Linked DNA regions of Mus musculus: regions 2, 3, 4, 5, 6 and 7 are each linked to region 1. The links are chromatin contacts, called in public HiChIP or PLAC-seq and promoter capture Hi-C maps. All regions are on one chromosome and are shown on one strand. Each heading gives the region's core, a stretch centred on a gene start, on an enhancer-like site or on the middle of the called end of the contact. The rest is flanking DNA. Distances are from core to core; before and after follow the strand shown. Region 1 holds the start of Brd1 (bromodomain containing 1). Region 2 holds the start of Pkdrej (polycystin (PKD) family receptor for egg jelly). Region 3 holds the start of Gtse1 (G two S phase expressed protein 1). Region 4 holds the start of Trmu (tRNA 5-methylaminomethyl-2-thiouridylate methyltransferase). Region 5 overlaps Celsr1 (cadherin, EGF LAG seven-pass G-type receptor 1). Region 6 holds the start of Gramd4 (GRAM domain containing 4). Region 7 overlaps Gramd4 (GRAM domain containing 4).

Region 1 (3,087 bases), core at 244-2,743:
AAAACGAGGGGAAAGACTCCATGCTCAAAATCAGCTCCGTTCATTTCCGGCCCGGTTTGCGGACAAGCCATTTAAACTCTTCCTAGCTTCCACCCCTCACCGTAAAAGCACACAGGAAAGAGACACACCTTACTCTAAGGTGACCATCCGGAGAGAAAAACACAGACTCAGGACAGTGCACGCGACCCAACAAGTGATAAAACAGTAACTAAGTAATAGGGAAATTCTGTAACTACTTGTTACCAGATGACAGATACTCTAAAACAGTCGCAGCTGGGTGAAGTGAATGTCCTCCATGAAGGGGGGCCGTTTCCTAGGTGTGTGTAAGTGTGTCACAACTGCAGGGCACCATGAGGAGCTGCGTTTTCTGCAAATTAAGCGCACAGGAAAGTTGCTTCTCTCCTAAAGGCCCAAGAAAGCCGCGCACGCGCGCTCGTTTCTCGGCGTTTCCTGCACTCATCCACGGAGTTGTGGCGGAGCTGCGGGCTTGCTCCGGAGATACCAGGCCCCGCTCCACTTAGGAAATCTTCCGAGCCCGTCCCTCTTCAAGGGAGTTTCCTGTCTTGGCAAAATAGATCGGACCGATCTGTTACATAATGCGACCCGCTCCGCACCGCCAAGGCTACGGGCGAGGACGTGGGCAGACGCCACGAGACCCCAGGCCTTCCGCCTCCTCCGCTGTCCGACGCCCGGCCCCTCGGCCGCCCCAGCCGCCCAGACAGCCGAGCTGCCCAGAGCCCGCCCGCCCGGCCCGGCGGCCTCCCCGCCTACTGAGCCCTGCCGATCGCTCCATTCTCTTGGCCGCGCCTCCCGCGCCGCGGCGGCCTCCTTCTACTCCTCTGTCTCCCCGACCCCGCCGCGGCCTCCGTGTCCCTCTCCGCCCCCACCCGGCTGCGGCCTCCGCCTCCGCGATCTCGCCGCGGCCTCGCCTCCCGAACCCGGCCTCTTGGGCGAGCCGCCGGCACCGATCTCCGGCGTCCCCGGCCGCGCCGGCTCACGGCGGCGCACGTCCGCCCGGCCTTCTCGGTCCCTCCGGCTCCCGCGCCCGCCAGGCCTCACGGCCTCGGGGCCTCGCCGCCCCGACTCTCCGGCCTCCCCGCCCGCGGACAATGCGGAGCCGCCGCTGCCGCCTCCAAACATGGCGCCTGCACCTCCGCCCCGGCCGGCGAGGCGGGCGGCGAACGGCGACCGTCAGACACTCACCTTCGGGGGCGCCGCGGCCGCGGGAGCCCGGCGGGCGGGCGGGCGCGGAGGCCGGCGCGGCCGAGGCGGCGCTAATGGCGCCGCGGCTCCTCCGCCAACGGCCGCGCAGCCGTGCCCCGCCGGGCTCCGGGGCGCGCTCGGCCAGCGGCTCCGGGCCCGCAGGGCGCCGCGGCTCGGGCGGGGTCGGCGGCGCCGGCACGGCCGGCTGAGGCCGGCTCGGGGCCCGGCCGGGCGGAGGACGCGGACGCGGAGCTGCTCGGACGCCTGCCGAGGCGCTGCTCGCTCCCCAGCGAAGCAAACAATGCGGCGAGCGCTCCGCCCGGCGCGCTGCGTGCGAGACGCGCCCCGCCCGCCGCCGCCACGACGCGCGCCGCGCCAAGCCGGGATAAGGGGGCGGGGCGGGACGCGAAGGAGAGAGTGGGGTGACCAGGAAGGGTGTTAGGGTGGGGATCCGGATGGGGGAGGAGTGCTACAAAAGTGGGGTGACTAGGAGGAGAATTCTGGGGGAGACAGGCTAGGGTTCCTGAGGATGAAGGACTGCTGCTGTAAGAGAAGGGTAACCAGATGAATGGTGTTTACTATGGGGTCAATGGCACTGAGTAGAGCAAGAATGCTGACCCTAGAGAGCCAGGTGGAGTTTCCTGAGAGTGCTTGCTTTCCAAGGGAGTGGTATTTTGAGAGAATCAAGAGATGCATCCTAAGGGGGGGAAGTGGGGTTCTGATAGTGTCTGGTGACCAGCGTGGTTCACGGAGGATGAGTTAGGAGGGAATGGAAATGAGGGCCGTGATGGAGGGGATCACCAAACAAGGGTGGATTTATTTGAGGAATAAATGGCTAGGACTGGGGAACCCTAAGGTGGCACTAGAAAGGCATTAACAAGGGCACGAGGTCAGTGGTTGGGTAGAGGAGGGTATGGAAAGGACTTGAGGATGACTAGTGACTGGGACAAGTAGTAGCAATCTCAAACTATGGGCAGCCAGGTCTGGGGGCATGCCTCCAACTCAGGCTTTCCTCTTCTTTTCTTTCTTTCTGTCTGTCTGTCTACCTTTCTTACTTACTTTGGTGGTGGTGGTTTGATTGTTTGGTTGCCTGATTTTTGGTTTTGTTGTTTTGAGACAGACTCTCACTATGTAATTCTGACTGTAACTCACTATGTAGTCAGAGATCGGCCTCCCTAAAGGCATGGCCCACCACCCATGACTTAGGCCTTCCTCTTATAAGCATTGTACTCATAGAAGTATTTAAGCATTGACATCCCTACCAAGGAGCTGGTAACACTTACAGCAGTGGTTCTCAACAGTCCTATTGCTGCTGATCAATGCTGTGATGGCCTCCAGCCATCAAATTCTTTCACTTCTACTTTATAACTATAATTTTCAATACTGTTATGAATGTAAATATCTGATATGCAGGACCAAAAGGGTTGTGACCCACAGGCTGAGAACCTCTGCTGTAAAAGGCTTGAAGATTTTGAAATCAGGGCCCTTTGGGTTGGTGCTTAGGGACACTGGTCTTACTCTCCAGCTTGTTCCGTCTACTTTGTCCTTAGTTTAAAAGTTAGTGGCTTCTAGAGAATTTTCATTATGAGACTCATCTGTAAGTATTTTGAAATGGGGGTGAAGACTGGGTAGTTCTTTGGTTGCCTTGGAAGGCTTATGACAGGTGTCATGGTGATGAAGCACTAGTCATGTGCCTGTGACATTAGCCTGGACCTCTCAGGTAAACAGAAGAGCTTTTCATTCGTGAGCAGAGCTGCTCTCCTCCCCGCCCATGACAGGCAGGGCAGGCTCACAGCTCAGGATGTGGCACCAAACAGTTATTGGGACAAGGCAGACTTGCTCATCTGTGCCTTGCAGCTTTTGGCTGGCCACTACTCTTATCCC
Region 2 (3,087 bases), core at 373-2,872, 2.9 Mb before region 1:
TAAGGAGTCATAGACCTGAACATAAAGCCTCACATTGTACTCATCTGTCACCGTACCGACAGGGAGAAAGAAGGCTGGTGTTATCGGCTCTGCCCCTGAATACACCACGGAACCCAGTGTATTCTCTTCTACGGAACTGATCGCGCCAATGCTGTCCAACTCAGATACTATTATTTTATACTTAAGGGGAAGGTTCTCATCCTTAAAATCACTACATTCAACAGCAAATTTAGTAACCATGGAAATCCCACTAGCTGGATTTATCTTGCATTTGCCAACTCGAGGGCCATGGTTAATGACAACGGGATGTCTCAAGGTCGTGGTCATACCACTCCAAGATTTCAGAATCAGGGAAACCCAAACCCTATTTTCCAAAAAATTCCTAAAGGCAAAAGCTTTTATGGACAAATAAGGTCCATTCCTCCTGGTGATTGCTTGCCCTGCCCAGTCAAACATCACTTCATGGCCCGTTAGAGACAAAATGGACCAGCTATACAAATCCTGGCGGCCACAACTTGGGCAGTTCAGAAACAGAGAAAATCTATCTGACACACCTAACGTGGGGCCACAATTTTCAATGCAGGAAATGTGTGCCTTGGGCTGAAGCCCCTGGAGCACGTGTACAGTTTTATCAGAAAATGCAGTTCTGTTTTGCTTCTGTACCACCATTCTGAAGTAATACACACCATTGCCCCTAAGAGTTTTTGGTGGAATGGTTAGTACAGAGCCCACTGCCCAAGGCCAGTTCAGTGAATCCTGCTCTGGGTGGCAGACAGCCTGGTTGATCACTAATACATAGTTGCCACTATAGTATCTTGGATTTGTGGTACAATACCAAAAAAACTGGAGTCCCCATGTGGGGATGTCTGCCTCTGGGTCGTAGGACATGCTTCCATTCAGAATCAGTTCATCGGAGAACTTCACGGTTACTCTGGGGGCTCCAAGAAGAACAGCCTTCAGGGGGCGTTTTCTAACCCAAATGTAGATGATATCCGAGCCTGTCACCGTGGGCCAGGCGAGGTCCCACCTGAAGATGGACAGCGTAAAGTTAAACACATACACCCCGTAAGGCAGGGCATATTTGGGGATGTGGAGGGAGAAACCCTTAGACACTGCCACCTGCGGCAAGAGCACAGGTCGGTTCCAATCAGGGGTGTCGTTCACAGAGGCCACCGAAAAGTACACCCAGCTCTTGCGAATGACCAAGGCATCAGGACAGTACCAACGCACAGTGATATTGAGGGTGGCTTCCTCGTCTCTGCTCAGGATAAGGGGAGCGTTCTGGTCCTTCCTGTTGATCTTCACTGGCTGCATGATACAGGGGGCCGTCTGGCAGGACACGTTAGCCTTGGCGGCTGCGGGGTCCGAAGAGTTGACTTTCAGGAGGACGCGTGCAGCTGCGCCCGAGGGACACCTACGGGGCGGCGTAGGGCTGGCGTGGCGCGGGGCTGCACGCGGGGACAGGCCCCCGGTGTCACCGCCCCGGACGCTGCTCTCCGCGCCCTGCCCCAACCCCGGGGCGCCCCTGAGCACGCCCGGCAGCCCGCGAGGGCCGGTGGGTGGCGGCTGGCTGCCTAGACCCAGGCCCAGGCCCAGGAGCAGCAGCGCGGGGCCCGGCCACATGACTCCCCGCCAGGAGCTGCCGGGCGCAACGGCCGTGACGCTGGGCTGGGCCGCGAGCGAGCGTACCGGGAGGGGATGGGCGCGCAGCTCGCCGCGGGGCAGGGGCAGCGTGCTCCGCCACTCCGGAATAAGGCGGTTCACCCGAGGTGTGGGTTCTCTCGGGGACAGTACACTCTCAGGGACAGTGGGGTTCCCAGGGCTAGTGAGTTTAAGGGACAGTATGTTCCCAGGGGCGGTGGGTCCCAAAGGGCAGTGAGTTCCCAGGAACAGTGGGCTCTCAGGGTCATCAAGGATCTCAGGACCAAGGAGAACCACACACAAGGAGAACGTGGGAAGTCACAGAACAATGGGTTTCCAGAGAAGTGGAGATTCTCAGGACCAAGAAGGACATGCTAAGGACAGCAGCATCTCCAGGAAGGTAGGTGCAAGGTAGGTCACTATACACTAGGCGGCAGAGGGGCTCAAGACTGTTTCCAACCACCTCTTTCTTCCCATACTGATGGATCTACTCCAGGATCAGGCCTTGCTAAATGAGTTTAATCCCGTGCTCTGCCGCCCCACCCCCTTCTTTTCTTCTTTTTAAAACTGGACACACCAAGAAAACTTCTTAGCAGAAATTCCTCTCCCACGGGAAAACCGGTTCCAAAATAATGAAGTCTGGAGGGCCTTGCCAGCCCCCTCAGACCAGTGCAGGGATATCTGACACTTGGTTGTTTGGGGAAAGGGGGCGTGGAGGTGGGGTTGTTGGTTAGGTTTGGGTTGGTTGTTATTGGTTTGGTTTGTTTTTTCCCTTTCCTTCACTTTTAAATGTATTGTTTGCTTATTTGTTTGTTTGTTTGTTTGTTTATTTGTTTGTTTTAGACTGTGTCAACTGGAGATTCTTCAGCTTCAGCCTCTTAGGTGGTAGATCACAAGTGTGTACTACCTAACCTAGCTAAAAAGAACGAACCTAGCTAAAAAGAACTGTGTAGTTTAAAAGGGAGAAGTTACTGAAGATCAAACCTTGGGTCTCCAGGAATGATGGCCATACCCCTGAGCTGCAGCCGAGGCTCTAGTTTCCTAACTTGACATTTTGGCTCAAAGATGGAGCCTTTCGTCCTAGTCCTCCTCCTCCTCCTCCTCCTCCTCCTCCTCTTCCTCCTCTTCTTCCTCCTCTTCTTCCTCCTCTTCTTCCTCCTCTTCCTCTTCTTCTTACTTCTTCCTTCTCCTACTGTGTTTAAAACTATAAAGTCCCTACTATACAGTATTTAAGTACATCCTACACGCTTATTGTATTTTTGGCCATCTTTCCTTTAAAATATTTCTAATTCTCCTAGTATTTTGTTTGTACCCGTATATTCCAAAGGGTGTTGTTAGTTGCAAGCATTTGGAGTTCATGTAGAACTCTTGTGGCGCTGGAGAGATGACCTCTGTTCTTCCAGAGGTCCTGAGTTCAATTCCCAGCAACCACATGGTGGCTCACAA
Region 3 (3,087 bases), core at 186-2,685, 2.9 Mb before region 1:
CTGTCTCCATATCAGGGAGCCTGGGGACAGGTGCCAAGGGGGAACCTCCTCATTAGTCCTCATTATGTATATGATTCCAAATAATACATGATTCAGCCAGAAGCGGAGTCTTGCTCTCTGTCTCTTTCAGAAAGCCTTCCACCCTGCCTGTGGGCTGGTGACAGTGCCTTCTCTTTGCCCCATAGCCCTTGGCACTTGCCCTTGCTATTGAACCACTTTGTGCTGTGATCTCTGGTATTCAATGGCTTCCATTGAATGCCTTGTCTGTAAAAGCTGGTATGTGTAGGCTTTCATGAAAGAAGGCATGCATCTGCCAGGGACAGGCGACTGATCTTAAAGGGAAATGTGTATGCGTCTGGAGAGATGGCTCCATGGCTGAGCACTTGCCGTTCTTCCAGATGACCAGAGATCAGTACCTAGCGCCCACGTAGAGCCTGTAAATCTAGCCTCAAGGGACCTGACACTCTCTTCTGGCCTCTGTAGGCACTTGCATACCTGTACATACGCACACGTCGGCAAAAAAAATAAAATAAAAATATTTTTAAAGCCAAGAGAAAATGTAAATAGCAGTGAGTTACTATGGGTATGCTTTCCTGAACATCTACTATGACCTGATATGATACAAAGAGAAGTGTTGGTGAACTTTACTGCCCAGTGGATAGCCCCAGGGATGCAGGGATTTCATGCACAGGAGCTAAAGGCTTGGACCACAGATGTGACTGCCACCGTGGTCTTGCGCCCCCCCCTCCCGCCCCCGGTGTGAATCAGAAAAGCCTGGCCCTTAAAATTCCAGATACACAGAACCGGTCACCATCCCCAGCCGGTGGGAACCTTGGGTCCGACGAAGCCAGCTTGCCTACTAGTGAGCCAGACCTGGCCGATGTGTAGAGACGACATCCAGACTTGATGGCCTTCTTGATGGCTATCCAGGCCAACCCTGGACTTCCTTGAACCAACAGACCTTGAAGCCAGTTTCCTGCTCATTGCTATCCAAAGGCATCTAACATATTGGCAGCAAAGAAGTGCTAAGACCGGCTCTGTCACTCTTCTGCATTTGAGGGAAAAGGGAGGGCCTGCACACCAGAGTACAGGAGAGAGGCCTTAGGCTGCAGAGAGTACCCGGACGCATGAGAAATACTGGAGATACCAGGACAAGCACCGGAGAGAGTCGGGACAAATTCCTTCCTAGCTGCCTGACCATCTCCTATGCCCCACCATCACCGCCTCGGTCCCTTTTGCTAGCACAGCCACAGGCGGAACGCTTAAATCCTTTCTGTGTCTCCGGAGGAGGAGAGTCATGGGAACTTCCGGTGGGAGTTTCCTGCGCCCAGCGGAGCCAATCCGTGGCTTGGAGTCTTGGGCATTGGTCTTGTACATCAGCACTCTGACTACATTTCCCAGGCTGCACCGAGAGCGTCTCCTGTTTAAACAGGCCAATCGGCGGCCGGCGGAGCCGGGCGCCGCGTTTAAACCGGTGCCGGAGACCCAGCTGGATTTTATGCCTTCCCGGTCAGAGGCGAGGGGTAAGGAGTGGTCGTAGCGCTGGTCCCGGAGAGTGGGGAACCGGGTCCCGAGCCGCAGAGATCCGGGGAGGACGGGCTGCGGTGCCAGCTCTGCAGCTCAGAGCCGGAAATCCGTTACCCCGCCTCGGGGCGCACAGTCTGGGAAACCGGGAGCAAGTTGGGGCTTGCCTCTGACTTGCCTAATTCTCCCGTCCCCTTGCTTCCTGCAGCGAACTCTGTGGAAGGAGGAGACGGCCGCGACGTGCCTTCGGCCAACCAGTGGAGAGAGAGGTGAAGATGGATGCTGGTAGTAAAAAAGAAGGTAAGTCCTTTCTGTTCGTAAGGCTGTTCTGGAGTGTATTCCTTTTCACCCCAAACAAAATAGAGAGGGCTACAACAGATCAAAGAAACGAAGTCTGGATTGATAAGCAAATAAATTTAACTGAAGTTACTTACAAGGACATTAGCAATTCATAGCTCCACCACCAAAGAAGCCCCTACAACATCCCCACCCACTTTTTAAAACCACTTATGTAATCTTAAGAGGGGCCTCCCCCCACTTCCAGAAGGGCTTTAAGTGGGGGTCTTAATCTTGTGAGGGTCTCCTGTGGTTAATCACAGTTGCTGTGCTATCAAAATGGCAACAGCTTTCTCTTGCACTGAGCGCAGAGTCCCTCACTCCACCCATTCCCCTGTGGTTCATTCTTTTCTCCTCCACTGACTTACTTTGTTTGCTTTTCCTTTCTTGCTTGTTTTTTTGAGCCCTCACTTTGTAACCCGGAACTCACTCTGTAGTCCAGGCTGGCCTTGAATTCATCGAGAGCCACCTTCGGAAGCCTTCTGAGTGCTGGCAAATTCTTTGAAAAGCAAGACTTGCTACGTGGTGGCTGCACACGCCTTTAATGCCCCAACTGCAGAGGCAGGCAGATCTCTTGAGTTTTATTTCAAGGCTAGCCTAGCCTGGTCGACAGAGTGAGTTCCAGAACAGTTAGTTCTCTTTGTAAACCTACACAGTGAAACCCTGTCTAAAAGAGGGGAGGAGGAATCTTTACGATGACTTGGTTTGTGTGTGTGTGTGTGTGTGTGTGTGTGTGTATGTGTATGTGTGTGTTTGGGGGTGGTAACCAAGGTGTGCAAGCACCTGAGGGTCCCAGGGCTTGAACTCAGGTCATCAGATGTGGTGGGAAGTAACTTTGCTCCCCTGAGTCTTAGAGGGTTGATGTGGGTTTACAATTATTTTCTCCCTTTTAGGGCTGAGCACTGGGCCTTTGCACCCTATCAGGTTATGTATCCTCTTTGACACCTTAGGAGACTGCTTAACACAGTGATGCCCATTATAAGAAGCACCTCTAATGACCTAGGCTGGCAGCCCAGTCCAGTAATTTATGAGCATAAACATAAAGGTTTAGAATGCAACTTAACCAGGCTGTAACGTGCATCCTTAATGAAGCCTATGACCTTCCTCCACCTTAGGATTTTGTCCTGAATTATGTAGGTTCCCTCCGGTGAAGCAGACCTTTAAGTACTACTGGGAAGTGGCTGGTCTGTGAGAGAGAGCTGAATAAATCCACAGTTGGTTCAACCA
Region 4 (3,087 bases), core at 334-2,833, 2.9 Mb before region 1:
TGTAGGCTGATGACCAAAGCCCCACCCTCGGAGATGGCAGAGGCTTGCTTCCCTGTAATTTCTTACCATTGTGGGGGGGCAGTGTTCCTGAAGCCCACATACCATTTGGGTTGGTGCCGCACAGCACTTTCCTGTCCATGGTGTATCACACTGCAGACTTTGGGAGTTATAGGGAAGCAAAAAACACCTTGTGCAGGAAAAAGAAACGCCCCAGTTTTCTCTCTAGTGTAAGAAAATACTGGCCAACAGCAGCGCAGGGAGGAAAGGGTTTATTTATGTGGTTTGCACATCCGAATCACAGACCAACCTGAAGGAAAGTTAGAGACGGAATTTTGACAGGAACTGAAGCAGAGGCCATGGAGGAACACTGCTTACTGGCTTGCTCCGCATGGCTTGATTAGTTTGCCTTCTTTTACAACCCAAGATCACCTGCACTGGTGTGGCTCTCACATCAATCAACAAATCTCACAGACTTGTCTAAGGGCCAATCTAATGGAAGCATTTTCTCAATTGATGTCCCCCCACCCCTAGCTTGTGTCAAGTAGACAAAAATTCTAACATAGGTTTGTCTGGTTTCTGCTACTTTGTGGTTGGCCCTATCATAGGTTCTGGTAGGAAAAGTGAGATTTGCTATACTAAATGCCCATACCCAAGAAGGGAGGTCCTGGTCCTCAAGGCTAGAACACTCCACAGACATGACCCCCTGCCCTTTTGTCTCTCTCTCTCTCTCTCTCTCTCTCTCTCTCTCTCTCTCTCTCTCTCTCTCTTCTCTCTCTCTCTCTCTCTCTCTTTCTGTCCCAGGACTCGTATCTATTTTCTTCCAGCAGCCACTCAACATCTGTCATGTGCGAGGCCCCCCACAATCAATTCAGGAAGAGCCACAGCTCCAGCCTGAGGTCCCCAAAGCATCCACTCGTTAGAGCTGATCCCCGCAGAGTGCTCGTTCGTCCTCCAAGAATGGCCCACGAAACAAACACTCTTAAATCACAGGCACCAGGATGAACAGGTGCGACTCCAAACTCTCCCAGTCTTCCGTGGCCCATCCTTCCCAGCTACTGTCTGGGTCTGGTTAACTACGCTCCCATCCCCTACTCCAACCCGTTGACTGAGCTGCTAGCAAAGCCTTACTGAGCAACGGTCCACTATGCTTTGTCCTCCACTGGCTCTGCACCCGCCAGGCCCGCAAGCATCTAGAATCCAATGAGAACGTGTTGACAGCCCTGTCCCTCCAGCGGGTAAACAGGAGGAGCCAGCGGCCGACACAGCATCTCGACCTTGTGTGTGCCCAGGAACGCCTTTGAGACCTCAAGCCCGAGCGGAGGCTGTTCCTGGTGCAGCTGACCCAGGAGCGCCAGCTGAGCACAGAAGAAAACGTCGCAAGGGCAGCGAGTGGTGGCTAAGAAGCCGGACCCGACCAACTCATCGCTGGCCTATCTGGGACATGCTGCCACCTAGTGCTCCTCGGCCGATCCGCCGCGCGGAACCCAAAAGCCTGCAGAACACTGGGTGAGCGGAGCACGTTTCCCGCCGGGTGAAGAGTGAGGACGCCCCCCCCCCCCGTCCCCCCCGTCCCCCGGAGGCTGGGACTTCCGGCGTAGCTTGGACGCAGCCAGAAAGCTCGCGGTGTAGCCTGATGTCGGCGCTGCGGCACGTCGTGTGCGCCCTGTCTGGCGGTGTGGACAGCGCGGTGGCGGCGCTGCTGTTGCGGCGGAGAGGTGAGGCCAGGGTTCCTCACTGGGGACAGGAGCTTGGGCTCCTCCAGGTCTGAGGCCTGGCCTTTTGCAGACTCCGCGGGCCTCCAGGCGAGGACACCGCCAACTCTAATGACAAAATCACTCCAGTGTTCTCCTTCGTTGGATGACAAACTTCACTCCGAACAGCTACCAGTTCTTCCTGACTTGTAGATGTAGCCTCATGGGTCCTTAGGGTTCGGATCTGATTCCAACGACCGGTGTACATTCCTCCTGCTGTGTGGCCCCACCTTGTGTCAACCTCTCCGCATTCACCTTGGCGGCTTTTAATGGAGTCCCCCTCAGCCGTGGATCATCTTCCCCGGGGCACGCGGGGTGCAGAGGCGCGGGGCCAGGAGCCTGGGCTTGGGCAAGTTAACTAAGCACCCCCCAGTAAAAATGGGATGACCCGTAATATGGGATGACTGGAATGATTAAATGGCACAGTATGTATTGAAAGGGTTAGCTATACAATGTGAGATATATCGGAAAGCAGGAGCGATTCTTTTATAATCACAGCTGTTATGACAGAGTAAAAGAGCCACAGGATACAGGTGTGTACTATGGTGAGAAAGGAAGAGGGAAGCATTTCTCTACAAAGAACTGGCTGCAGTAACACAGGCAGGAGGCAGAGGAGAGAGTGCCGGCCAGAATAGGATATAGTGGGGTTAGTGAAGCTGACGGTATTAAGGAATTTGGGGTAATGTTGAGTAGGCAGTGTGAGTCTTTGAAGGTTTCCAATGAGAACTGTGTAACTAGATGCTTTGGGAAGTGGCAAAGGTTGGCATCATTCTTACAGATTTATCTTTTACTACTAAAGGGAGATCAACTGCTGCCTAGTTTTTATGTCACATTAAAACTATGTGACATGTTAGGGTCCTCTGGTAGGAGGGAACCTCAGCTGAGAAACTGTCATCACCCTGGCCTGTAGGCTAGTCAGTGGGGCCTTCTCTTAATAATTGGTGTAGGAAGCCTCGTTCCATTAGGAGTAATGCTATCTCTGGGCAGGTGGTCCTAGGTTTTATAAGAAAACAGGCTGAGCAGGCCAAAGAAACAAGCCCATAAGCAGTATTCTTTTATAACCTATGATTCAATTCTGCCTTCAGGTTCCTGACCTGAGTTCCTGCCCCAGCTTCCCCTGATGGTAGACTGTGACCTTTAGGGCCAAATAAATCCTTTCCTCTCCAAGATGCTGTTGATCGTGGTGTTTATCATAACAGTGGGAACCTAGCCAAAACAAAGGCTCTCTCCCCTCAGGCTGCTACATCTAACTTTTACCCTTCCTTGGATTTTTTTCATGAAAGAAATTGATGGACGGTATCAGAGGAAAGAAAACCATCCTCTCATTTCGGCATCG
Region 5 (3,087 bases), core at 395-2,894, 2.7 Mb before region 1:
TTCTTTCTCAGGTCTGCCTGCCTTCCCTCCAACCATAGACAAAAAAATAAATAAAATAAAATAAACTGCCCGTTATTTTCCTTAGAAAGCTGGCCCCTTGGTTTCAAACCCATAGCCTGTGCTGTTCTCACCTGAATGCACCTTTATCCAGACTAGAATGAGGTGTCTGGAACTAGAGCAAAGGATTTTAAAGCAGATGAGGACGACACTGGAGGCATTCAACATTTTTTTCTGGGTAGAAAATCTAGTCCAGAGCTGGGGGGCTCGTGGGTGCAGTGTTTGGCTAGCATGCACTGCATGAGGCTGTGGGTTCAACCTCCAGACTGAAAGGGTCAGCCTTATTCACTTCTTGCTGCTCTTATAAAACACGGACTAAAAACAATTTAAAAGAGGCGGGGGGGGGGGGGGGGAGGCATTACCTGGCTTACACGCTGATTTGCACCCACAGTCCATCAACAAAGGAAATCAGGACAGGAAACCCAGCAGGTACTGAAACAGAGACTCCTTACTGGCTCTTGCCCTAAGGCTTGCTCAGCCTGCTTTCTTATAAAGCCCAGGCCCACCTGCCTAGGGGGTGGCACCATCCTTGGTGGGCTGAGCCCTCCCACATCAACTAGCAATTAAGAAAATGCCTCACAGGCAAATTTCATTCCGGCAATTCTTCAGCTGAGGGTCCCCCTTCCCAGGTGACCCGTTTGTGTCAGGTTGTCAAAAGCTGGCCATCAGAGTCTAAACCTAGTGCCTCTCAACCCTCCAAATGCCCCACCCTTTACTACAGTTTCCTCATGCTGCCGTCACCCTCCCCCCAACCATAATGTTACTTTTTTGCTAGTTCATAACTATAGTTTTGCTACTGTTATGAATCGTAAATATTTTTGGACATAGAGGTTTGCCAAAGGGATCACAACCCCTAGGGTGAGAACCACTGGTTTAAACAAAATCTCTTCTACCAGGCAAGGTCATTGACCCTACTCTCCTCCTTCTCTTCCTATGTACACTGTGGGAAGTCCTGGGGATCCCTCATATAAGCAGTCTGCTGGCCACTGGCACCTGTTCAGGGAGAATACGACACAGTGGTCACAGGGAACAGGAGCCATCTTCTCGCGTGAGTACCCAGGTATATGACACACCAAAAGTAACTACCATTAGAGGCTTCACTGTGGGTTCAGGGTCTGGTCTAAGGAAGACCAGTGCTGATGACATCTGTGACGGTACCAAGTTCACAGTCTTCCTCTGAGGGGCTCATCTCTTTTCTAGCACATCTCATGTATCAGGAAGAAAAGGCAGGGGTGGGCACAGCCCTGGCTCCTGAACCTGCCTGTGACATTTCAAGGAGACCACAGGCTCCATCCAGGAGGAGGGCTTAGCACTGGGGACCGCTCTATAGTGCTCTGGTATGGAGTTCTTTCATACTTTCAATAAGAGGGCACCTGGGGATGCTGACGAAAAGATCTAGATCTGCTTCAGCACAACATGTGCCTGAGCAAGCCAATCTACCCTGGGGTCTCCCAGGCAGAAGGATAATTAGTTACTAATCTCAAGGCGGGACACTTCAGCCTGGCAGCCAAGTCATGAGAGTGCTAGGCAGAGCAACCATGCCATGCTCGCTACCATAGCAACCTGAGACAGAGCCTCTCCTGGTGCTTTATGCCCCATGATGAGTGCCAAAAAAAGAGAGGCTCTGGCATCTGCAAGCAGTGACATAGCTCACTGGGACAAATGATATAGCTTCCAGTGTCTGGATCTCAGCAGCCTTAATCCTTGCTTGTTCAAAATGAGCCTTGGTGACTAGCTCAGTTTCCCAGGCCTGTGCTGTGCTGCGGTCCTGACGCTCCCAGCAACCCCTCCCAACTGCATCAGCAGTTGAGGCTGGAGAAAGTACTTAGGCCCCAGCCCAGTTCAATGGCTATGGGCTGTCCTTTTAAGCAATTCAGCAAGCCCAATCTACTGTGTTCCTATCCTCAGCACATGTGTGTGGGAAGACTCTATTCAAAACCAGGTTGGAAATTTCTAGAGGTTAGACCATATTTTTGTGGACGCCATAACCGGCGCTGGTTACATCTGCCACTGACCTGTGTGCAATATGGTTTGTGAGGAAAGGGAAGGAGCAGGCAGGGGGACTTTCAGGATGGCAGTCACCCACAGAGGAGTACACACCTAGGGCCAATGAAGCAGAAAGCACCCTGGCCAGAGCCCATGCTAGAACTTATATTTGTTGGCCGTTGCTAGGAACTGCAGGGTGCTAGTTTGCTTTCTGTTGCGGTGATAAACACTGACCAAAAGCAACTCAGAGAAGAGAGAGCGACTTTGGCTTGTAGAAGACAGTTTATCTTCAAGGGAAACCAAGGGAGTGGGGGCGGTAGGGGGATGCAATCAGAGACCTTGGAGGAGCACTGCTTACTGGCATGCTTCCAGACTCAGGCTCAGCTACCTTTTGTTTGTTTGGTTGGTTTGATTTTCTTCCTCGAGACAGGGTCTCACTATGTAGCCCTGACTATCTTGGAACTCACTATGTAGACCAGGGTGGGAATCAATAGATTCCCTCTTGCTAGTTATATCTAAGTCTGCATCAAGATGATAAAAGGGATCAAGATGTCGACGACAAGGGACCAGTCCCTACAGATGTCAATAACCCTGACTCACTAGAATACTTGTCACTTGCTATAATTTGACAGAAATCTCCCAGTGGAAGGCAACAGCATTCTGGACCCCATGTGATCTCCACAATTATAAAAATACAAGGACACGGAGAAAATAACGGGAGAGCTGGGGACATGGCTCAGTCCGTTAAACTTGCCATGTAATCATGAGAACCTGAGTTCAAATCCCTAAACCCACTTTTTAAAAGCCCGGTGTGCTGCCAAGTGGTGGTAGTCTATGCCTTTTATCCCAGCACTCAGGAGGCAGTGGCAGGCATATCTCTGATTTCGAAGCCAGCCTGGTCTACAGAGTGAGTTCCAGGACAGCTAGGCCTATACAGAGAAACCCTATCTTGAGAACAACCCCCCCCCAAAAAAAAACCCCAGAAGCCAGAGGTGTTTGATCCCCCTGGAGTTGGAGTTACAGGCAGTTGTGAGCCACCTGGCC
Region 6 (3,087 bases), core at 424-2,923, 2.7 Mb before region 1:
GGGCAGAGCCCTTCAAAGTAATCACGTGCCACATGGGTGTACTGGGGATTAAGCTTGCAATGCAGGGACTCTGGAGACACACTTTAACTTCAGCAGGGAGGGATCCCTACATGAATGCATCGAACCTCTCCTGGTAGAAGCTGCCCAGCTGAGTTCACAGGAGAAGGGTGGGGAATGACTCCCGAGAACTCTGGCTTCCTGGGAAGCTAGAAACATTTTCTAACTGGGCGACTGGTCAAGGGAGGCTTTGTGGAGCTGAAACTTTGGAGTTAGCTTGGAAGGTTGGGTAGGGCCAGAGTGGAGAGGCTCCCCCCTCCTCCGCGCCCCAGGGAGGATATGGTCTAGGCAATCCTGGAGGCAGGAAAGTAGCACTTGTGCTTGCAGGGGGCGGTGGGGGTGGGGCGACGACCAGAGTCCGGTTTTGCTGTAGGACAGAGAGGAAGCAGGGAAAGCCAGGGGTAGGAGGAACCAGCGAGATTGGTGTGGCATTGGGCTGGGATGCCGCACAAAGGTGACTCAGAGGAGGTTCCTGCCCAAAGTAGCTCTCATCTTGCCAAGACCAAGCCCTGCAGGCAGCTTAGCCTGGCATCTCACACTGCCAGCCAAGAGCCATTGGACAGACCTCATGTTGTGCTACACATGGGCATTGCTTCTCACTCTGCATTCAGAGAGAGAGAGAGCTCACCTACAGGAGCCTCTCTGGATGCCAGCCCCAGACCCTGGGACAAAGGCCTGTCTGGAAGGTAGGCAATGCTGGAGGACAAAAGGGGGCCTGAATCCTGCCCCCACCCACCCCACCCCCCAGAAAGCTTCAGAGTCCTTCAGCATTCCTCAAATCTCCTGGGGTGCTTGAGACATAATAAGGTGGGGGACAGTTCTGGATTGAGAGGGTTGGAGGTGAGGTCGTCAAAGCCCCGCAGTGCAAGCGGGTCATGTGGTCACAGGTCTAATGTGCTGTCTCCACTTGCTGATGCTGAGTTTGCTACAGTCACCCTCGTACCCTACAGTGGACCTCCTAGGTCAGACCCCATACGGTGCTGCAGGTCAGTCCTCCAACCAGGCTAGGGCCTGGGGTTCTGGAGGGTGTGGTCTTTTACCAGGTTCATTAGTTATCTTTCTGGGTCCTTGTCAACCCTGGTTTTTGAAAGGCGAGTCAAAACGGGGGAAGTGACTCCTGGAGGATCTCTTTTCCTTTAAGATAGTACTAGAGCTAAAGTAGGCTTCCTATCGCTACGGTGACATTTAAAGGTATGTGGCATTCCTGGTTAGGTACTGAGTGGGAGAGAAGGGAGGAGTTGCTCACTGCCCTCCAGGTGGAGGTTCCATGTCCTTTTCCCAGTGTGGAGCTGTGCTCTGAGTCCAGCCTGGCGGTGCCAGGACAAGTATTTCTACACCAAGCGCGGGTCTCCATTTGGCAGTAACCGTCAAGCCAGTTCGCCGGGAGAGAGGTGACAGTGGAGTGTATCCTTGTGCTCGGTTGTGCCCGTGGCTGCGACTGGCAGGCGGCCACGCGTGCGCGTGGGCACGCGCGGCGAGGACCCACGTGGGTCACCCAAACAAAGGCGGCGCCGCGTGATCGGGCGCGCGCGCGCGCACACACCGGGCAGGGAGGGCGGGGAGGCGAGGGGGCGGAGCGGGGCGGCGGCTTGCGCAGGCCCGGTCGGGGGGCGCGCAGACTCCGCGCAGCAGGACGTGAGCGCGCGACGCGGCGCCGCCTCCGCGCTCGTGGCCGGCACCCGCGGGGCCGCGTAGTCCCCGCTCCCCGGCGCCGCTGGGCTCCCGGGAGGGCGGCAGGTGCAGCGCGGCCGGGTGGCCGGCCAGGGGGGCGCCGCGGCGGCGGGTGGATGAGAGTTGGCCCCGATCATCCCGCAGGGTAAGCGGCGCGCACGCGGACTCCCACACGGACCTGGGCGACGCTGGCCACGCTCTGTCCTAGCTGCCGGGCCGCGACCCCGTGTGCCCACACTCTCACTCGGTGGCCCACAGCAGCGACCCTCCCTTCGGGGAGCAGCGCGGGCGCGCCCCCGCACACACGCTCCCGGGGCGCGCGTCACGGCCGCCCCTCGCGCGTACCACGGGCGCTGTGCGGGTCAGGGTCCTGGTGGGCGAGAGGCAGACGTCGATGGGACGCAGGGCCCAAACTATGATGTGGGGGAGTCATTAGATGGGTCACCATGCCTAGGCCGCTAGCGGGGGGGTCAGGATGAGGGCACAGCAAATGTCGTCCTACTGACCCACTCTCTTGGTGGTGGGGGAGGACTGAAAAGGAGGAGGGCTGTCCAGGCCGGTGTGGCCCAACAGATGACCCGGGGAAAAGTTGTGGACGCTTGCTCCCTTTCCACACCCTGCTCTCTGTTATATCTTTTCCTTTCATTTGGAATTAGCCTATGGGATTCTGGGGACAGTTGGCACCTGGGCTGGAGCTTAGGCCTATGTGTTTATACAACCGTTAAGGTGGGGTGCTGTGTGGCAGTCCCTAACCTAAGACTTCATCTGTCCAGAGCGGGACCAGCACCTCTGAAGGGTGGAGAGGGACTGACTAGTCTGGATGTTGGTTCCCCTGTGGCCTTCCTACCCGTGGCCAGGGTAAGAAGCAGGCTTCTAGGGCCAGAGGCAGAACCTTGTACTCTTTGGAACTTCCCATTTTCAGAGATAAGAGAGATTCAGTTTGGGGGGACCTTGTTCAGAGTGGGTTCCCTTCCTGCCTTGCCTTGTGTAGATTAGGGACAAAATTAAAGGTGCTGAGTCTTAACGCACTCCCCCCCCCAATCCTCAATTTCGCTGAACCCCAGCCAGGTAGGAGCTTGCTTTAGGGCCAGGTTCAGAAGGAGGGGTCATGGTCCAGGCTCTGTAGGGTTTGAAATAAAGGACAGTTGGAAGTTAGTTTATCTCGGATACCTGTTCTGTGAGATCGGGCAAGGCACTGTCACAAAACCAGCCCTGCCTCAGTTTCCTTATCAGTGGGTGACTAATGACAAGATAAGAGTTAACAAGATGGTGTGGGTTCCACGGCAGCCAGACACACTCTAGGTGAGGAGTCAGGCAAGGCCATCCACCCTGTGCCTCTCAGGTGGCTTAGTGGCCCTG
Region 7 (3,087 bases), core at 212-2,711, 2.6 Mb before region 1:
CCTCTGGAGAAATAGCCAGTGCTCTTATCTAGACCCCGACTCATACTGAAGAGCCATGTTGGGCCTGAAAAGCCCTCCATTCTGGGCAGTAGTTCTGTCTGGAATCTCATTTCTTTTTCTTCTTTCTTTTCCTGCCCCCTTCCTTCCTTCCTTCCTTCCTTCCTTCCTTCCTTCCTTCCTTCCTTCCTGTCTGTCTATCTATTTGCACACAAATCTCAGGACACCGCCCTCATCCCATAACTGACTTCCTAAACCCAGAATACCAAGCCCAAGCCGCAGCCTGTCATATTAGAATGCTGAACGTCCAGAACTTGGCCGCCCGCTACCTGATTGTGAGGAGCATTCAGCCTGGTGTTGACAGTTCATCATGCTGTAAATGTCACTTCTGTGCAGAGCAGTGGATAACATGGCGATAAGTGAGCCCTAGGAGAGCACACACAGGCTGTGGGGGGACATGGAGGGGACAGCACCCTTTGAGTGGAGTGGCCAGGGAGGAGCATCACACCGTGCCCTTCCCTAGGGATGAAGGTGAACAGATACCCTGAACTCAGTACACTGGGGAGAGCAAGGCATTGTCTTTTAGAAAGATCCTTAAGGATAACAGGAAGGGAAACTGGCCTGGTAAAAACCTGTTCAGGTGCCCAGTTGTGCAGCCCAGCCTGGCCGGGGACAGCTTTCTTTTCCCCTCCCGGTGGCTTCTGTGTGTGTATGTGCTCTAGCTGGGTGGGGAGAAATTTTATTTAAAGCTTATCATTTGATTCTGCCCCCCTCCCCCTCTGGCTAGGCCTGTTGCATCTTGTGCCAAAGGGATTCCTGCTTGAGAGATCTGCTTTTACAAATTTAAAAATAGCTTTGAAGTTGTTTTCTTTCCCTGTGGGCCGGGAGCCATGGAGGCTGCGCTGCCTGGGCAGACCATGCCTGTGGGCTGAATTATCTCCTCTGCGCCCCCTGAATCATCGTACTGAGGAGGGAGGAATGGGTGTCTTGGGGATCGAGGGTCCATGAATTACCTGCCCTTCACCTTCCAGAACCTTGGAGAAGCTAAAGCCTGGAGCAGGTGGGTGAGCAGGTGGCCTAACTGTACCAGTCTCCCACAGCTTCTGCCATGTGTGTTCTGTGAGGAATCCTTTGCTGTACCAGGTCCCTCTGGCTTCAGGGGCTCCCGCTCTCGAGTTCCTTTTGCCTCTTTGCTTTGGAGCTATCTGGCAGTCTCCAAATGGGGTTTGGGTATAAGGACCAGAATCTCTTTCTTCTTAAGGTGCCCCAAGGTCACTCTCATAGGTGACCTAGTATTCTCAGACCTATGCAGATGTAAGGTATACCTAGACACAGAAATATCCCCCCTGGCTTTCTCTCCACCACATTCATTTTGCTGCCTCAACAGCTCCTTTGTGGGTAGGGAGGGGGTAGACCTTGTCCCTCGGGGACTGTCTTGGCTCCCTCTGGTGCTGCTGTGCACCTGAGTCATCTCACTTATCTTCCTCGTAGTTGGTTTGCTGGTCTGCTTAAATGAATAATAACACAGTGACAACATGGGTGTCGTGTGAGCAGCAGCCTTGAATGGAGCTTCTAAATTGTGATATCGAACTTTTCTTTCGAGGTACACCCTGGAGACTTAGTTTCGGGGACCAACTCATCTTCAGTGGACATCCCCACCCCTCTGGCCTTCTACAGGGGCTCTGTGGCCATCCCTGCTGTGTAACCAGGCCAGCTGAGTGCCTAGAGTCAGTTATGGCTGGCACTGGGCCTTGTAAAAACCCTGGCTTAGGAGCTGTGCCACACCATTAGTGGCATGTGATACATAGCTTCATAGCTCTGCAGTATTGGCTCTGTGGTCTAACGGGCTAGGCTAGGGCTTTTGCCTAAATCCTCACTTGTAACTTAGACACACACAGGCCCCAGATGGCCTCCTCGCTTGACTGAGCCTGTAAGAAACCCCGTGTGGAAACAGGGCTCTGAGCTTGTATCTGTCTCTGTCCTCAGACTGAGGGCACAGGAGAGCAGGTGTCTTTCTGCTGCGCAGCTAAGGCTTGTGTGAGCATATTATAGGATGGCACACCTGTTGCCTCTGGCAATGGACTGTTCATTGGTTCCTTTTTCAAAAAACTACTGGGTTTTGAGGAAGTCTATGTAAGCATTCATTGCTTGGGCTGCCTCAGTGGGTTGATGGGGAGTCCTGCTTCTGTGTTGGGGGACATAATTGGAGGTGATAAGAGAGTGAAGTGGGAGGGGAGAACCCTACCAGCTGAGGTGGGGGTGGGGTCTCTGTACCCAGGAAGGCCAATATGCCCATCAGAGGAGGGCTTCTTGTTTTGTGATGCTCATGGGAGCCGTGAGGCTAGAAAGTCCTCTGTGGGCCTCTGTCTGGGGGAGGGGGCTCCTTTACCTTGTCTGTTATTATTATCTCAGGGGAAAACATGGTAGGTAGAATCTCAATTTCCCCAAGAATGTTTATCCCCTTAATCCCTGGAACCTATGCATGTGACCATTCCTTGGCAGATGTGACAGAGTTGTCAGCCTGAGGTGAGAAGATCCAAGATTATCTATGGGTGCAAAGCAATCTCAAGGAGGAGGCTGGTGGGTCAGATGGAGGAGGCTGGTGGGTCAGATGGAGTTGGGAAGGATGGAGGTAGGTCAGCATGTAGTTATTGTTCTTTGGGAGTCACCAGCCAAGCAAAGCATGTTCCTCTAGATGCTGGAAAGGATGCTGTATACCCAGTCTTCCCACCAGCCTCCAAATAAAACTGGCCCATTAACACATCTATTCTGTCAAGCCCAGAACACCTGTTTGATCTCTGGACCTTTTAAAACCATAAGATAGTGTCTTAGTTAGGGTTTTACTGCTGTGAACAGACACCATGTCCTGGAACTCACTCTGTAGACCAGGCTGGCCTCAAACTCAGAAATCCACCTGCCTCTGCCTCTGCCTCTGCCTCTGCCTCTGCCTCTGCCCTCTGCCCTCTGCCCTCTGCCCCCTGCCTCCTGCCCCCTGCCCCCTACCCCCTGCCCCCTGCCCCCTGCCCCCTGCCTCCCAAGCTCTGGGATTAAAGGCTTGCACCACCAATGCCCAGCTCCAAGGCAACTCTT

Evidence for each region. Promoter capture Hi-C pulls out the DNA fragments that hold promoters and counts their contacts. HiChIP or PLAC-seq counts read pairs in DNA pulled down with a chosen protein or histone mark.
Region 2: a promoter capture Hi-C map of pre-B cells shows a contact between it and region 1. The contact joins the promoter of Pkdrej here to the promoter of Brd1 in region 1. A contact is called at or near these places in 3 of 39 promoter capture datasets (cranial neural crest, hippocampal neurons and pre-B cells) and 1 of 484 Hi-C or Micro-C datasets (B cells).
Region 3: an H3K4me3 HiChIP or PLAC-seq map of embryonic limb bud shows a contact between it and region 1, with 10 times the contacts expected there. The contact joins the promoter of Gtse1 here to the promoter of Brd1 in region 1. A contact is called at or near these places in 1 of 39 promoter capture datasets (pre-B cells) and 3 of 115 datasets of contacts at active chromatin or transcription factors (embryonic limb bud and embryonic stem cells).
Region 4: a promoter capture Hi-C map of stem cell-derived epiblast-like cells shows a contact between it and region 1, with 5 times the contacts expected there. The contact joins the promoter of Trmu here to the promoter of Brd1 in region 1. A contact is called at or near these places in 6 of 39 promoter capture datasets (the 3T3-L1 cell line, hippocampal neurons, liver and 3 more) and 1 of 115 datasets of contacts at active chromatin or transcription factors (large pre-B cells).
Region 5: a promoter capture Hi-C map of hippocampal neurons shows a contact between it and region 1, with 3 times the contacts expected there. The contact joins the enhancer-like site here to the promoter of Brd1 in region 1. A contact is called at or near these places in 5 of 39 promoter capture datasets (the 3T3-L1 cell line, embryonic stem cells, hippocampal neurons and 2 more) and 2 of 115 datasets of contacts at active chromatin or transcription factors (both in embryonic stem cells).
Region 6: a promoter capture Hi-C map of cranial neural crest shows a contact between it and region 1. The contact joins the promoter of Gramd4 here to the promoter of Brd1 in region 1. A contact is called at or near these places in 4 of 39 promoter capture datasets (the 3T3-L1 cell line, cranial neural crest, hippocampal neurons and 1 more) and 2 of 115 datasets of contacts at active chromatin or transcription factors (large pre-B cells and stem cell-derived neural progenitor cells).
Region 7: a promoter capture Hi-C map of cranial neural crest shows a contact between it and region 1. The contact joins the enhancer-like site here to the promoter of Brd1 in region 1. A contact is called at or near these places in 4 of 39 promoter capture datasets (3T3-L1-derived adipocytes, cranial neural crest, hippocampal neurons and 1 more) and 2 of 115 datasets of contacts at active chromatin or transcription factors (embryonic forebrain and large pre-B cells).

The regions. Positions count from the first base shown.
Region 1 is chr15:88,732,726-88,735,812 of GRCm38.p6, forward strand. It overlaps Brd1 (bromodomain containing 1), which reads right to left and starts at 1,494. Exons shown (of 13, transcript NM_001033274.3): 1 at 1,204-1,494. Gm41377 (a long non-coding RNA gene) reads left to right here and starts at 1,396. Exons shown (of 3, transcript XR_875560.2): 1 at 1,396-3,087.
Region 2 is chr15:85,820,111-85,823,197 of GRCm38.p6, forward strand. It overlaps Pkdrej (polycystin (PKD) family receptor for egg jelly), which reads right to left and starts at 1,623. Exons shown (of 1, transcript NM_011105.2): 1 at 1-1,623. The coding sequence starts at 1,623.
Region 3 is chr15:85,858,272-85,861,358 of GRCm38.p6, forward strand. It overlaps Gtse1 (G two S phase expressed protein 1), which reads left to right and starts at 1,436. Exons shown (of 12, transcript NM_001168672.1): 1 at 1,436-1,523; 2 at 1,733-1,824. The coding sequence starts at 1,800. It overlaps Ttc38 (tetratricopeptide repeat domain 38), which reads left to right. Exons shown (of 14, transcript NM_001033337.4): 14 at 1-551.
Region 4 is chr15:85,877,744-85,880,830 of GRCm38.p6, forward strand. Trmu (tRNA 5-methylaminomethyl-2-thiouridylate methyltransferase) reads left to right here and starts at 1,584. Exons shown (of 11, transcript NM_028063.2): 1 at 1,584-1,715. The coding sequence starts at 1,634.
Region 5 is chr15:85,999,302-86,002,388 of GRCm38.p6, forward strand. The region is part of intron 1 of Celsr1 (cadherin, EGF LAG seven-pass G-type receptor 1); the gene reads right to left. Among named protein-coding and RNA genes, the nearest start is that of Celsr1, 33 kb to the right of the region's middle. Within about 2 kb of position 1,645, at least 61 of the 459 cell types and tissues checked have an H3K27ac peak or open chromatin away from gene starts, as enhancers often do. A contact at or near this core is called in hippocampal neurons, where this site is marked.
Region 6 is chr15:86,057,089-86,060,175 of GRCm38.p6, forward strand. Gramd4 (GRAM domain containing 4) reads left to right here and starts at 1,674. Exons shown (of 19, transcript NM_001379572.1): 1 at 1,674-1,873. The coding sequence starts at 1,845. It overlaps Gm41375 (a long non-coding RNA gene), which reads right to left and starts at 1,528. Exons shown (of 3, transcript XR_875536.2): 1 at 1,304-1,528.
Region 7 is chr15:86,109,045-86,112,131 of GRCm38.p6, forward strand. All of the region lies in intron 3 of Gramd4 (GRAM domain containing 4), which reads left to right. Among named protein-coding and RNA genes, the nearest start is that of Gm15722, 19 kb to the left of the region's middle. Within about 2 kb of position 1,462, at least 61 of the 459 cell types and tissues checked have an H3K27ac peak or open chromatin away from gene starts, as enhancers often do. A contact at or near this core is called in pre-B cells, where this site is marked.